3 separate regions of the Gossypium hirsutum genome follow, and all the other regions are linked to region 2. The links are chromatin contacts, called in public Hi-C maps. All regions are on one chromosome and are shown on one strand. The core of a region is the stretch at or near the end of the contact, and the rest is flanking DNA. Distances in the headings are between cores, read along the strand shown. Region 1 holds the start of LOC107951898 (mitochondrial Rho GTPase 2). Region 2 holds the start of LOC107951862 (chloroplast stem-loop binding protein of 41 kDa a, chloroplastic). Region 3 holds the start of LOC107951806 (N-terminal acetyltransferase B complex catalytic subunit NAA20).

The links. A called contact is a pair of places that touch in the nucleus more often than the background predicts.
Region 1: a Hi-C map of leaf shows a contact between it and region 2, with 3 times the contacts expected there. The contact joins the promoter of LOC107951898 here to the promoter of LOC107951862 in region 2. A contact is called at or near these places in 5 of 34 Hi-C or Micro-C datasets (all in leaf).
Region 3: a Hi-C map of leaf shows a contact between it and region 2, with 2.7 times the contacts expected there. The contact joins the promoter of LOC107951806 here to the promoter of LOC107951862 in region 2. A contact is called at or near these places in 5 of 34 Hi-C or Micro-C datasets (all in leaf).

The regions. Positions count from the first base shown.
Region 1 is chrA08:12,473,412-12,477,769 of Gossypium_hirsutum_v2.1, forward strand. It overlaps LOC107951898 (mitochondrial Rho GTPase 2), which reads right to left and starts at 2,418. Exons shown (of 14, transcript XM_016887094.2): 1 at 2,015-2,418; 2 at 1,572-1,704; 3 at 1,326-1,475; 4 at 809-985; 5 at 485-736. The coding sequence starts at 2,220. It also overlaps the pseudogene LOC107893573.
Region 2 is chrA08:12,326,808-12,330,768 of Gossypium_hirsutum_v2.1, forward strand. It overlaps LOC107951862 (chloroplast stem-loop binding protein of 41 kDa a, chloroplastic), which reads right to left and starts at 1,534. Exons shown (of 6, transcript XM_016887026.2): 1 at 1,031-1,534; 2 at 822-943; 3 at 470-572; 4 at 238-376; 5 at 1-149. The coding sequence starts at 1,411.
Region 3 is chrA08:12,107,047-12,111,157 of Gossypium_hirsutum_v2.1, forward strand. It overlaps LOC107951806 (N-terminal acetyltransferase B complex catalytic subunit NAA20), which reads left to right and starts at 1,763. Exons shown (of 6, transcript XM_016886954.2): 1 at 1,763-1,958; 2 at 2,083-2,173; 3 at 2,421-2,553; 4 at 3,185-3,254. The coding sequence starts at 1,881. LOC107951791 (pre-mRNA-splicing factor 18) reads right to left here and starts at 1,558. Exons shown (of 3, transcript XR_005900141.1): 1 at 713-1,558.

The DNA of each region.
Region 1 (4,358 bases), core at 1,168-3,667, 150 kb after region 2:
GATCCATTAAGCATGACAGAGCTGATTAATACTTTAGAATAAATCATTAAGCTAAATCAGGACTAGGACCAAGCATTAACATGTCAGGTGAAGAACAATCACCAAGTCATTATTCACAACCTCAAAGAACCAAACAACAATTACCTAAAACTTCAGAACTAGTGATACATGCAACATTAAAGCTCCATATTTCCTTCATACTGAGATCCATTAAGCATGACAGAGCTGATTAATACTTTAGAATAAATCATTAAGCTAAATCAGGACTAGGACCAAGCATTAACATGTCAGGTGAAGAACAATCACCAAGTCATTATTCAAAACCACAAAGAACGAAACAACAATTACCATACATATGATTAATCAATTGCTTAGGAATTTAACCAATATATATATACAAGGAGAAGCAGACCAATAAACTTGAATGCCAATTTGGAAAAAATATTAGTTATGTGACATGTCTACTATCAAAAATAAGAGCTACCTGATCAGGGGCATGCTTGGTTGGAACTGGAAGAATATCATCCCTGAGCTTTAACTCATCATTATATCCAAACTTCCTCAAGACAGCCCAAGTTGTCTCAAGACGCCCTTTTTCTATAAAAAGAGCATGAAGAAAAAGGAACCCTTCAAGAGTAAGACCAAGGTCACTTACTCCTCCTCTTATCCTCTCTTGAACCACCCTCTTTACACCCACAATCTCAGCAGGTTGTAATGGAGCATTAAAACATTTAACCTGTTCATAAGTGCACAGCATGTCAAACTTTCCAACTTTTTAAGAGAGCCATGGTTAAGGACAAAAAGAAACCTGAAACTCATTCAACTCTGCATCACTAAGGGCTCCATCCATATCATGGTCACAAAGCATAAATATCCGTTTCAAAGCCCTAATACATCGAGGTTTCAGAGTTTGTTTCTCTTGATCAAATAGTGGAGCTGTTGGATGCAAAACTGCCTTTTGAGCATAATAGAATACATCAGGGACCTGGAGATTTTAAAAAGAAAAAAAAAGAACTTATATTTCAGCCCTCAAATCTGTAGTTACTAAAACACACAAATGGTAAAGAGATTTAACAAACATAAAGATAACATTTACCAATTGCTCAAAATTATAATAAAATAGGAAACACTTTCCAACAGGAAAAAAAGAATGGTGGAGGCTTGAATCACGATACCCACTAGAGTCTACAGCCACCAGTTAAAAGTTGAACTGCTAATGCTAATGCCAGAACATCATAAAAATAGATAGAGTAGCAACTGAAAAATGATTGTAAAGTTAACCTAGAAAATATGAACAATAAAAAAAAAAGACAAAAAAAAGAAACCTGAATTAGAGTAGCAGAGGAACATTCTATACAGGTCTCGATCTCCCTGAACTGCTGCATGATGGGTGCCATGACCTGTTCCAAGTTCATGGGCTGACGTTCATCTCGTAAATCAAGTTTGCACCCAACAACAATCACTGGCGCCTTGATCTATTCAGATAGAACATATAAAAATAATAAAAGCATGTCATTGAATGAGTAAGCAAGAAAATATATATTATGCAAATGGATTATGTCAATGCAAACCTCTAATTTACGAAGCTCGGGAAGCCAGAAGCTACTCAGACGACTGAGTGTCATAGGCTGATCACAAGCATATGTTAAAACCACGGCATCAGCTCGCTTCAACTCATCAATAAGCTTTACTCTGCTCTCCATGCTAAAGGTCAATAACAACGGCAAAGCATTAGCAATTCAGTATGCAGCCACAACTCATCAAACTTCTAAAGCCATTAAATTAACATTAGCTGCTTGCCTTTCTAGTATGTAATCGTTACTTAAACAAAATAGCAATTCTTACATTACAGTTCTTTTATCATTCTAGAAAAACATAGAAGATCAATACGTTCTAAAAAATGGTAAACCATAATTAATTTAAAAAAAAAAGTAAACTCTGGAATAGCCGGATCAACAAAAACAATAACTAATATAGGCGTACATAGATATTCGAGAAAGTTCCAAACCAATACCTTGAGGAAGTGTCAACAATGGTAACGGGGACGCCATCGGGATAGAAGTCAGAGGGGAGTCGAGTTGGGGGAAGAACCGCCGGAACATATTCGGGGAAAGCATCAGAAGCTGCAGCTGAGATGAGGCTGGATTTACCGGTGCCACGATCGCCGGAAACGACGACTCTCACGCCGGTTCGTACACCAGCTGCTGATCTACTAGGCATTGGAACGCTGTTGGTAAAAAGGAATTTGTGTTCGTCCTCTTTTTTTCCCTATTGGGTGGGTGCGTTGAAGGATTCAAATCAGACAGGCGAGAGAATAGTAGGACAGTAGTGGGGGGCTACCTATTGGCGATTATTAGCGAAGGAGATTTCTATTCAAGGTGTGTGAAGCAAGTGTAGGGCCGGTTTTGCGTGTACTAGAACTCGCCTTCTCTCACGGACAATTGTCTCCTCTTTATTGGGTATGTTTTAAGCCCACTGGGCTTTTCTATACCCAAAAGCAGTCTGATTTCATCCCTAAATTTTAAAATATCCTAATTAAAGTATAGGTAATGTATAACTTCATCCTAGTTTTCAGCTTAAAATGTCAGTTCAGAACAAAATTTGACATGGACTTTAAGGTCCGAGTTAATACAAAAGCTTACAAAAGGACTTAATTGATACGTTACTACTTAATTAGAATGTTTTAAAGCTTAGGGACTAATTTAGAATCTGGCGCATAGCTTAGGGCCCTCTAGTAAAAGTAACCCCGTTTAATTTGTTATAGGGCGGTGTCGTTTATTTGGTTCCCTTAATTTTTCTCATAAACCCTAAACCCTGATCGTTAGCCTCTCCCCTTACTAAAAAAATTTCTGACAATGTTGAGGCGCTACGTTCGGGCGTCCCTCTTTGCCGCGCGTTTTTTCTCGACTGAAGAAGCGGCGGCGGCGGAGAAAGCAGTAACAACTACTAAAAGCGCTGCGAAAAACTGTGGTGGCGGTGGAGTTGGACGAGAGACGCTGGGATGGAGGCTTATAGGGCTCGTGTATACCAAACGCAGCGCCGTGGTTACGATACGGAAATGGCTAGAGGAAGGACATACGGTCCGTAAGTACGAGCTCAATAAGATCGTCCGAGAGCTTCGCAAGCTCAAGCGGTATAAGCACGCCCTCGAGGTATCATTCTTACTTTCTTATTAATCCCTCCATTTGTCTACAATTATGAAGTTAATAGCATTGGGATGTTGCAATAAAGTCTTAATTTCAATTGGGAACTAGGTTTGATTGTGAATTGCTGCTCGTATTCTAGTTAACCAGAATAGATTGTTTTCTAAAGTTGTTTTTTGTTCTTCACCTTTCCCCCATTGTGAGATGAATCCCATTTATCGAATAATTGTTGCCTATAGAAACTGGGTATGAAGAATTTGCAATGAAATGTTTGTATTTGATAGTTGGCCTTATATCTATCACCGTGGTTATTTTATTGTAGTAGATATGTGAATGGATGAGATTGCAGCAAGATATCAAGCTTTTGCCTGGTGACTATGCCGTTCACTTGGACTTGATTGCAAAAGTCCACGGATTAACTAGTGCGGAAAAGTTCTTTGAAGACCTTCCCGAGAAGATGAGAGGTCAAGCCACTTGCACAGCTCTTCTCCATACGTATGTCCAGAACAAGTTGTCTGCTAAAGCTGAGGCTTTAATGGAGAAAATGTCTGAATGTGGTTTTGTCAGGAACCCACTTCCTTACAATCACATGATCTCTCTATGCATCTCACAAGGGGAATTAGAGAAGGTTCCTGCAATAGTGAAGGAATTAAAGAAAAACACTTCACCAGATATCGTTACTTTTAATCTGCTGTTATCTGTTTGTGCCTCCCTAAATATGGTTGAATCTGCTGGAAAAATCTTTGATGAGCTTAAGAAAGCGAAAATAGAGCCCGATTGGGTAACATATAGTGCATTGACCAATCTGTACATAAAAGGAAAACAATTTGAGAAGGCCGCATCTACTTTGAAGGAAATGGAAAAGAAGGCTTCTCGGAAAAATCGAGTTGTTTATCCCTCCCTTATCAGTTTGCATACAAACATGGGGGATAAAGATGGGGTTCAGCGAATCTGGAAGAAGATGAAATCATGCTTCCGCAAAATGAATGATGCAGAGTATACATGTATGATATCGACACTTGTGAAACTTGGGGATTTTGAAAAGGCTGAGAAACTCTACAATGAGTGGGAGTCTGTTTCTGGAAGCGGGGATGCTAGAGTTCCAAACATACTGCTTGCGGCTTACATCAATGGAGACAAGATGGATGTTGCTGAGAACTTCTATCAGCAAATTGTTCAGAAAGGTATTTCCCCTTGTTATACTACTTGGGAACT
Region 2 (3,961 bases), core at 284-2,783:
GTCACTCACACAATTGAAGATATTACAACATGCAGCTTCTGGCTTCTCAACAGCTAGGGTAAGCATAGAGGACAAGTCCCAAACGTGGGCGATGTTTGTAAGTTGCATCCCTGAGCCTGGGATTGGCACCGGTCTCTTTCTAACAATTCCTATATATATTATAAGAAATGTCATCCATGTCATTATCTGATAGTGAAGTTTTACGGATAACAAAGTCCAAAATGTTTCTTCACTTACGATCAAAGAACCACTCCTCGCAGTCTTTGTTGTTTCCGGATCCAATCATGTATTGTGGCCGGAATACAGCCCAGCTACTGAAAACTTCTGCAACATATTTCTCGACTCCAACATGGCCGGCATCAGCTTTAACAACATCCTGCAATAGCCAAGATTTTGCTTAAACTATGCATCCAGTAAAATTTTTCATGCTTGAGGCATTACATATACATAATGACATATTGTCATATACCCCTTCAACATGAGGAGGCTCGTCGGTTGGCTTATAGATTCCCGCACTACTGATGAACAAGAATTGCTTCACTCCAGAGCTCTTTGCCCAATCTACCACCGGCCTATGTTGAGAAGACTGGAATTAGAATGATCTGCCTTTTCCTTTTTGGCCATAAAATGAAACGCTCTACATTAAATACAGGTATGCAATTTCTTACTTTTCCTTTTCTTTAGCCTAATGATTGTTACTCTTCTTTGATGTTTCCAATTTTAATCAATTACTATGGTAACAGGTATATAGACGGACACATGTGCGCACGAAGGTGGCATAAACTGAAGGATGAGTTTGTTTGGAATTAATGGTAACAAACCTGACAGTGTCCAAGTCCTTGCCATTGTTATCCAACACCACATCAAAGGTTGCCCCTGCAACAACCTTGCCAACATCTGCAGGGTCTCCCCACACCGTCTTCCCTCCAGCACTCGTAATTTCCTATAAACATTTCTCAAATTCCACATTAAAATAGTGATTACAAAAACCAGAAAACAAGGCCTGGAGGCGGTTGCTATTTGATCTTACAGAGAATCTGTTGAAGGGGGGCTTCTTCATTTTATCAGAGCCCTCTTCTCCAACAGTGAAGATGGTAACCTCATGGCCAGAACCCAGCAGCTCTTTGGCAAAGTAGAAACCGATAACTGCATGGCCGCCACTGTTTGTATTAACTATAAGGACCTTCTTCTTCTCTGCAGCAGAGGCCCTGATAGTGAAAGAAGAAGCAGAGTATCGTCTAGAGCTGGTGGGGTAGGCATGGGAGGAAGGAGAAAGTGAAAGAGAAGAAGAGAGAAAAGAAGAAGTGGGAAGAGACAAGCGTAGAGGAGGATATAGAGAAGGTGAAGGAAACTTGGTAGGTGGAGATGAGAAGAGGAGAGAGGAGGACGAAGAAGAAGCAAAAGCAGCCATTGAAATGAATGTTACCTTTTCTTTTTGGTGCTTGCTTCAGAACCAGCAGTTTCATATGGATCATGGTCAAGGCTTTATCTAAAGGTAACGGTTGTTGATTGGCCCCTTGCATTTACCCCTAGGCTGCTACTTATTTTTTTAGTAAGTCGGTATTTAATTTCACTAATAATTTTTTTCATTTTGGTAAATTTATATAATAGTTTGATGAACGCTAGATTTATATATTAAATATTTTTCATATAAAGGATCTATTAAAAATTTTGATATATTATAACAAATTACGTGTATTATTATTATATTTATTATACATTTTGATAAGAAAAGGATTTATTGTTTTTTTTATAAGATTTACCAAAAATAAAATATTAAATTATTATAAAAATATATTCTAGAATTGGGGCTTCAATTTTTTTCATTACTTGGTAATAATTTTATGTTAAAAGAATCTAAATTGATGTTGAGTGGTCAATTAATTAATGTAGTAGTTATGATGGTGAGTTAGCTAAAGTGGTTAATTAGCTGAATAGTTAATAAGTAGTAAATTATTAGTGATAATTATAACAATTTTCTCTTTGTTTTTCATTGTTTTCGTCCATCATTGATGTGTTTGACATGGTATTGGAGCTTGGATAAGACTTGAAAACATTTTGTTGTTTGTTCAATTTCCTAGATTTTTATTGTAATTTCTTTTTTCTTGTTCACAATATTGAGTGAACCAAAAGATCACCAGTGGCTCTTCAATGGTAGCTGTTAGTTTCAACCATTCACTCTATCTACACCTTTTTAATACGTCAAGTACATTCTTTATTCCGTAACAGTTGCTGGGTTTTGAGAATTATAATGTGTGGAATAGATTGATAAGGATTGATTTGCTAATTAGAAATAAATGGGGTTTTGTTGATGGCAACAAACCCTGGTGGGGAGAAATAATCCTATGATCTGATGCTTTACTCATAGTAGGAAGTAGCATTTATCATGATACGTGAGTGAGTAAGGTCTTGTCAAGTCGAGAACAGAGCAAACAAGAGAAATTTGAGCTATGAGGTTGTCGAAATATCTTGAAAGATTCTAGAAGTCCGAAGAAGGGACCGAATCTTTGTAGAGCCATATAGAAGATTATAAAACTCTAAAATCATCCACCCATGTATATCATTTAATAACATTAGGTGTGAAGATTCTAGAATGTAATTTGGAATGTCCATTGTAATCATTTGTAATCATCGAATCAAAAAGGGTTTTCCTATATAAGTAAAGCCTCCCCTCCCTCATTTGTATACACAAACTAGCTTTTGAGAATAATAAACACTTCCACATTTCCCATCTTTTTCTTCTGCTTGTTTAGGTTAAGTGTGCCAAAAGCTCTTCAAGTAAGTATCGACTTGTTGTCATACGAATCGAGCTGAGGGTCAGACATGACTAGAGCTAAAGTCTCGACACGTGACATAATGCTATCTACTTTCTTGGATTTTAAATACATTGCATGGAGAAACATCTAATGCCTCTTAGATTTGGCAAAATTTTAAGGAAAGATTTGAGAATTTTGATGGCTTGAATATATTTTATTTGTAGAGAAATTTCATTGTAAATTAATTCCAAATCAATTTATTTTTCTTACTTAGGCAGCTATGGAATGAATATGATGCATTGTTTTATTTTTCTTTTTATGCTTGTGATGCATCACCAAACAATGTTCAACATGTGATTTAACAGATGCTCTTTTAGTTTTTGTGGTACTAAATGAAACCTATACTATTGTCAGAAGTTAAATTTTGTTGATATAGCTTTTGTGGTTTATCAACCAAGCATATTTTATACAAGTCCAAAGAGAGGCAATGGGAACGCTTGGTAGGTTTCAATTCCATACATTTATATGTGATAATTTCAAACCTTTTAAATTTATAAAGAAAAAATTGTAAGGTTATTTAACGAACAAATTTACAGCATTAAACAATAATAGTACACCTAAGTCGGCTCTTGTTTTACTCAAAAAAAATTTATTTATTAAATAAATGATTGTTGGTTTATGTTGTTGTCAACTTGACAGGTATGTTGTATAATTCAGTGAAAGATTCATTTTTGCATTGGATTTTAGTACATATTTCTCATATAGGCTATGTACTAGGCCAATTTCAGCCCAATCTCATTTACAAATTAAAACCCCATTTACAAAACACTAAATCTCTTAAAACCCAAACCCATTCACACTTTTACAAACCCAAATACTATTAACCCAATAAGCCCACTAAACAAAACAAGCCCAAACCAATACCAAATTAACTTAGCCCAGCAGCCCAAAACAAATTAGCAGAGAGGAAACCGTAATTCCACTTGCCTCCCTACTTGCGCCGCACGCCCTTTTGCCCTTGGCTACCACGCCCCACTTTCTTCTGACACCAGCACTGGCCACCTGCTCCACCATGCCTCTGCCACCGCCGTTCGCCCATGCCCTGCAAGAAACACACGAAAAGACAACAATATTAGATTAATATTGACAAATGGTTATAAAAACCAAAGGGAAATACTTTGTAGGGGGTTCTTTTTTTTAGATTT
Region 3 (4,111 bases), core at 513-3,012, 220 kb before region 2:
CCATAATTTGCAACCCTATTTACCAATGGATTTAACTTTCTTGCCCATCCATTTAGTCTCATGCAGGCACACAATATTAATATTCTTCCTGATTTAGCCTCCACTAGCCTACACATACCTGAAAGAGAACCTATGCTCCCATTAGCTTGGGAAAACAGGAAGCCTTTGATCATTTGACATCACACCAGTAGATGTGGTCACTTAGTAGGGAACACTTGTTAAGAAAATATTAAAAATTACGGATCATCATGATTTCTGTCCCCTAACCAAGCAACTGTTTGAGCGTTCAAAGGGAATAAATCTCAAAACAAGCGATGAGAAAGCAACAGACATTCAGACACCAATAACACTTTGATCACTAGAATTCCAACTCGAAGATACCATGAATATATGTGAATAGCAGTAGAGTAATAATTCAACTCATTAATTTCTATAGCTTCGCCCATCTCTAGACCCCCAGATTAAGGGAACAGAAGTCACAGAATATCTCTCAACATTGCAGTCTTCTCAATAGCAAATACAAGTCCTATACCTCTAATTTTGATTTAACAAACAGCTAGTCTAACAACTTAATTCTTACCGATTTCATTAGTATGTCAAGTAAAATTTCAATTCCTTTAGTTACAAAACCTGTACTCCATCATTTAACTTGTTAACATATAGAGAAAAAGAAGGAAGATGCAATAATTCAAATCAGCGAAAATATGTTTACCTTCTTCCTACAGAACTTGAACAATGGATTCAAGTAACGAGCGCACTGCTTAAACGTGGCTACCATGGACTTCCCTTTTGCCGTTCTCTTTTCAGCCTCACCCATCTCATCCAGCTCCTGTTTCCACTCATTCAACAACCTCTTGAAAAACACCAGAATCTTATCTTCATCACACAGCTCATCGAAATTCACCTTCATTCTCTTCAAATCCTTATCCATATCGACTCCGCTGGACCCACCATCACCACTCAACTCTCCTCCTCCTCCTCCCCCTTCTTCTTCCCTATCCTCTCCTCCTCCTTCCCCTTCTTCCCTATCCTTTCTCTTCCTATCGCTCAAAATCCCCGTCTTCTGCCGCTTCCGCAGCTCGGCAATGTCTCTTAAGAAGTCATTGGTTTGACCGTCGGTCATGTCGCTGTCGACCTCGAAAATACCTGCTTTTAAGACGTATTTTAACCTTTCGAGACGAGCTGCGTCATCTTCGCCGAAGAGCGTAATAGGCTGTTTGAGGAAGCGAAGGCGGCGGATGACTTCTTGCCTTGGGAGGTCGAGGTTGTCAATGTTTTGTTCATCGGTGAGGGATTTGGAGGAACCGGCGGTGGAAGTTGCAATTGTGGATGCCGTGCTGGGAGCGGACGGGTTAGGTTTGGCGGAAGTATCGCTGACATTGGAGGGGGATGCAGTGGATTGGCGGTGAGATTTCGCTTCGAGTTCGCGTTTTTCTTGCTCGCGAAGCTTTTGGGTTTGCTTTTGTTCTATCTCGGAGCGTTTGAATACGCGCTTTCCGCCAGTATCCTGAGCTAAACTTTTCCGTTTCTTGAGAAGCTCTTCTTTGAGAAGATCCATTTAGGATCGATTATGGTCATCTCCGAGGCTTGATCTGAGTTTCGTTGAAGATAATGGCGGTTAGGGAAGATCGACGGTCGGCCATTTTCTCAGGTTCTTGACTAACCGTTTCAATATTCAAATGGACTCGAGTAGGCCTAAAAGGAATTTTCAAGTCCAAACCAAAAAATGTGAATTTTAATGGCCCAACCCAAATATAATCCCAAAGGACCTGCTTTATCTCTTCGGCCGATGGCATCATTGACCTTTGAAGTTTGAACCACCATTCTGGTAGCCCTGCGTTTCATTAAGCTTCCATTACCGGCAGCCAAAGAAGATTGAGATGACGACTATACGCCGATTTTGCTGCAATGATCTTCTTCGTTTCGCATCCGTCAATCTCGACCACTTAACGGAAACCGTAAGCTTTAAAACTCTTGCCTTTTAGTTTTTGCCTTTTAGTTTATCTTTCTTTTTTTTAACTTGCAAATGCTTGGACGAGTTGTAAATTGTTTCCATCAATGATAATTGTGTTATTATTACAGTTTAACATGTCATTTTACATGACATATTTAGCTCGATGGCCCCATTACTTTCATGTAGCTGAAGGCCCCGGCAATCGAATAATGGGTTACAGTAAGCTTTCTTTTCTTCTTTCTTATTTATGTAACTGGAATTTTAACACTCATACTGTGAAAAGAAAGAATTGGGTTCTATTTCTGATGTTCATTGCCTTATGTATTTAGTTTATTACTATAAGTAATTGGAATTACATTTTATCGGTCACGTTCAAGGTTTGATTTGAATAGGGATATGCTTTTTACTGGCAATGCTGTTTTGGGATTGGTGCATCTAGATTTTATTCCTTTGAAATTGGTTGCAGTTATGGGGAAAGTTGAGGGGCAAGGTGAGTCTTGGCATGGCCATGTAACGGCAGTCACTGTAGCGCCAGAATATCGTAGGCAGCAGCTGGCTAAGAAACTGATGAACCTTTTGGAAGATATCAGTGATAAGATGTAAGTACGTTTATTGTTCATTGATTTGAGTAAATTCTGTCTGCAGCTAGTCTGTAGCAAGGGCTGGTTACAAGACTAGAAATTACAGAAGTAGTAAGTTTTCTAATAAAATTTTAGGATTGATTGCAAGATTAGAAATGATCAGACTAGTAAATTCTTTAATATATATATTTCATCCTTTTAGAAATTTTCTCCATGCTTTATTCATTGTGTAATATGAACTGCTAAGATAGTTATAAGGTTCGTTATTTGATATTTATGATGAAACTAATACAAGTTTCTGAGCACAAACATTTTTGGTTCAAATGGTGAAGGTTAAGTAACTGGCTAACGAGCTAGGTCATCTTGTAGTTCTGTGTAGGAGATCTTCCTTTGAAACTAACTTGTAATTGCTGAGTCGAAAAGGATTTTGTTTTGTTTCTGGTATTATTTAAAAAAATAATTTACAGTGCACCGAGCTTCAAGTTGTTTTAAATTTGGTCATGCTTGATTGGTTTTATCTTGCTTTGTACTTTCATGTCAGCCAATTTTATAATGCATCTTGACCTAATGCAAAATTATATAGTATATATGATTTTTTTTTGTTTAATATACTCTAGTATTTTTTTAATAGTATAATTTATTTTGGCAGAGACAAGGCATATTTTGTGGATCTGTTTGTGAGAGCTTCTAATACACCAGCTATAAAGATGTATGAGAAGGTAATAATTCTAGAACTTTCCATTTTGGACATTATTACATCATACTTTTCCCATTAAGATTGTACTGCCTGGCATGCAGTTTGAGATGTATGTCGCTGCTGTTGTTCAGATTTTTTCTCCTCTGTTCTGCGATCACTGTTTTCCCATGTCATTGAAAGTGTGTTTGCATGTACATGCATAACGCACTCCATGTCTTCTATGTTTGCATGAGAATTAAGCACTACCTGTTAGAATCAGGGAAAATGGCAAGAAAATGTTTGATTTGGTAAAGTTTGTAAAATGTGGCTATCATGCCTAATTGCACATTATTCTTCACTAGTGGGTAACAGCAAGGTAAATCCAGAATTTTGTTTTCTAATCTTTGATATCTGTATGCATATTTGTTTCTGGATGTTCCATGGGGATGAGATTGGTTTATGATGTTGCAGAGGATGAATTGATCCCCTTGAGTCATGATCAAGTGAATTGGATGGAGCACCAATGATTTTTGGATAAAAGAGATGCTAATGAGATCTGTAAAATACCTTCAGTTCTATGCTTTTTAAGCAAATTAGGATTCATTGTTAAAACTGAGAAGTACGGATGGTCATACTTGTACCAGTATTAATGCTTTCTTCTTCATGTTATGAGAGATAGAAGAAGAAGAAATTGGAAAAAGAGGAAAGGAGAAATCACACTAAGGTTATGTATGTGTTAAAAAACCCTTCATTTAAGGCCCCTCTAAAATTTTATGTAATGTAAGTTGGTTAAACAAATACTGCAATTGAATTTACCTTCCATCCTCATGAAAAGAAATTATGCAGTTAAAGTCAAAATTACGTCTGTTGTAAGTCATTATCTTGTCTTAAGTTCACTTT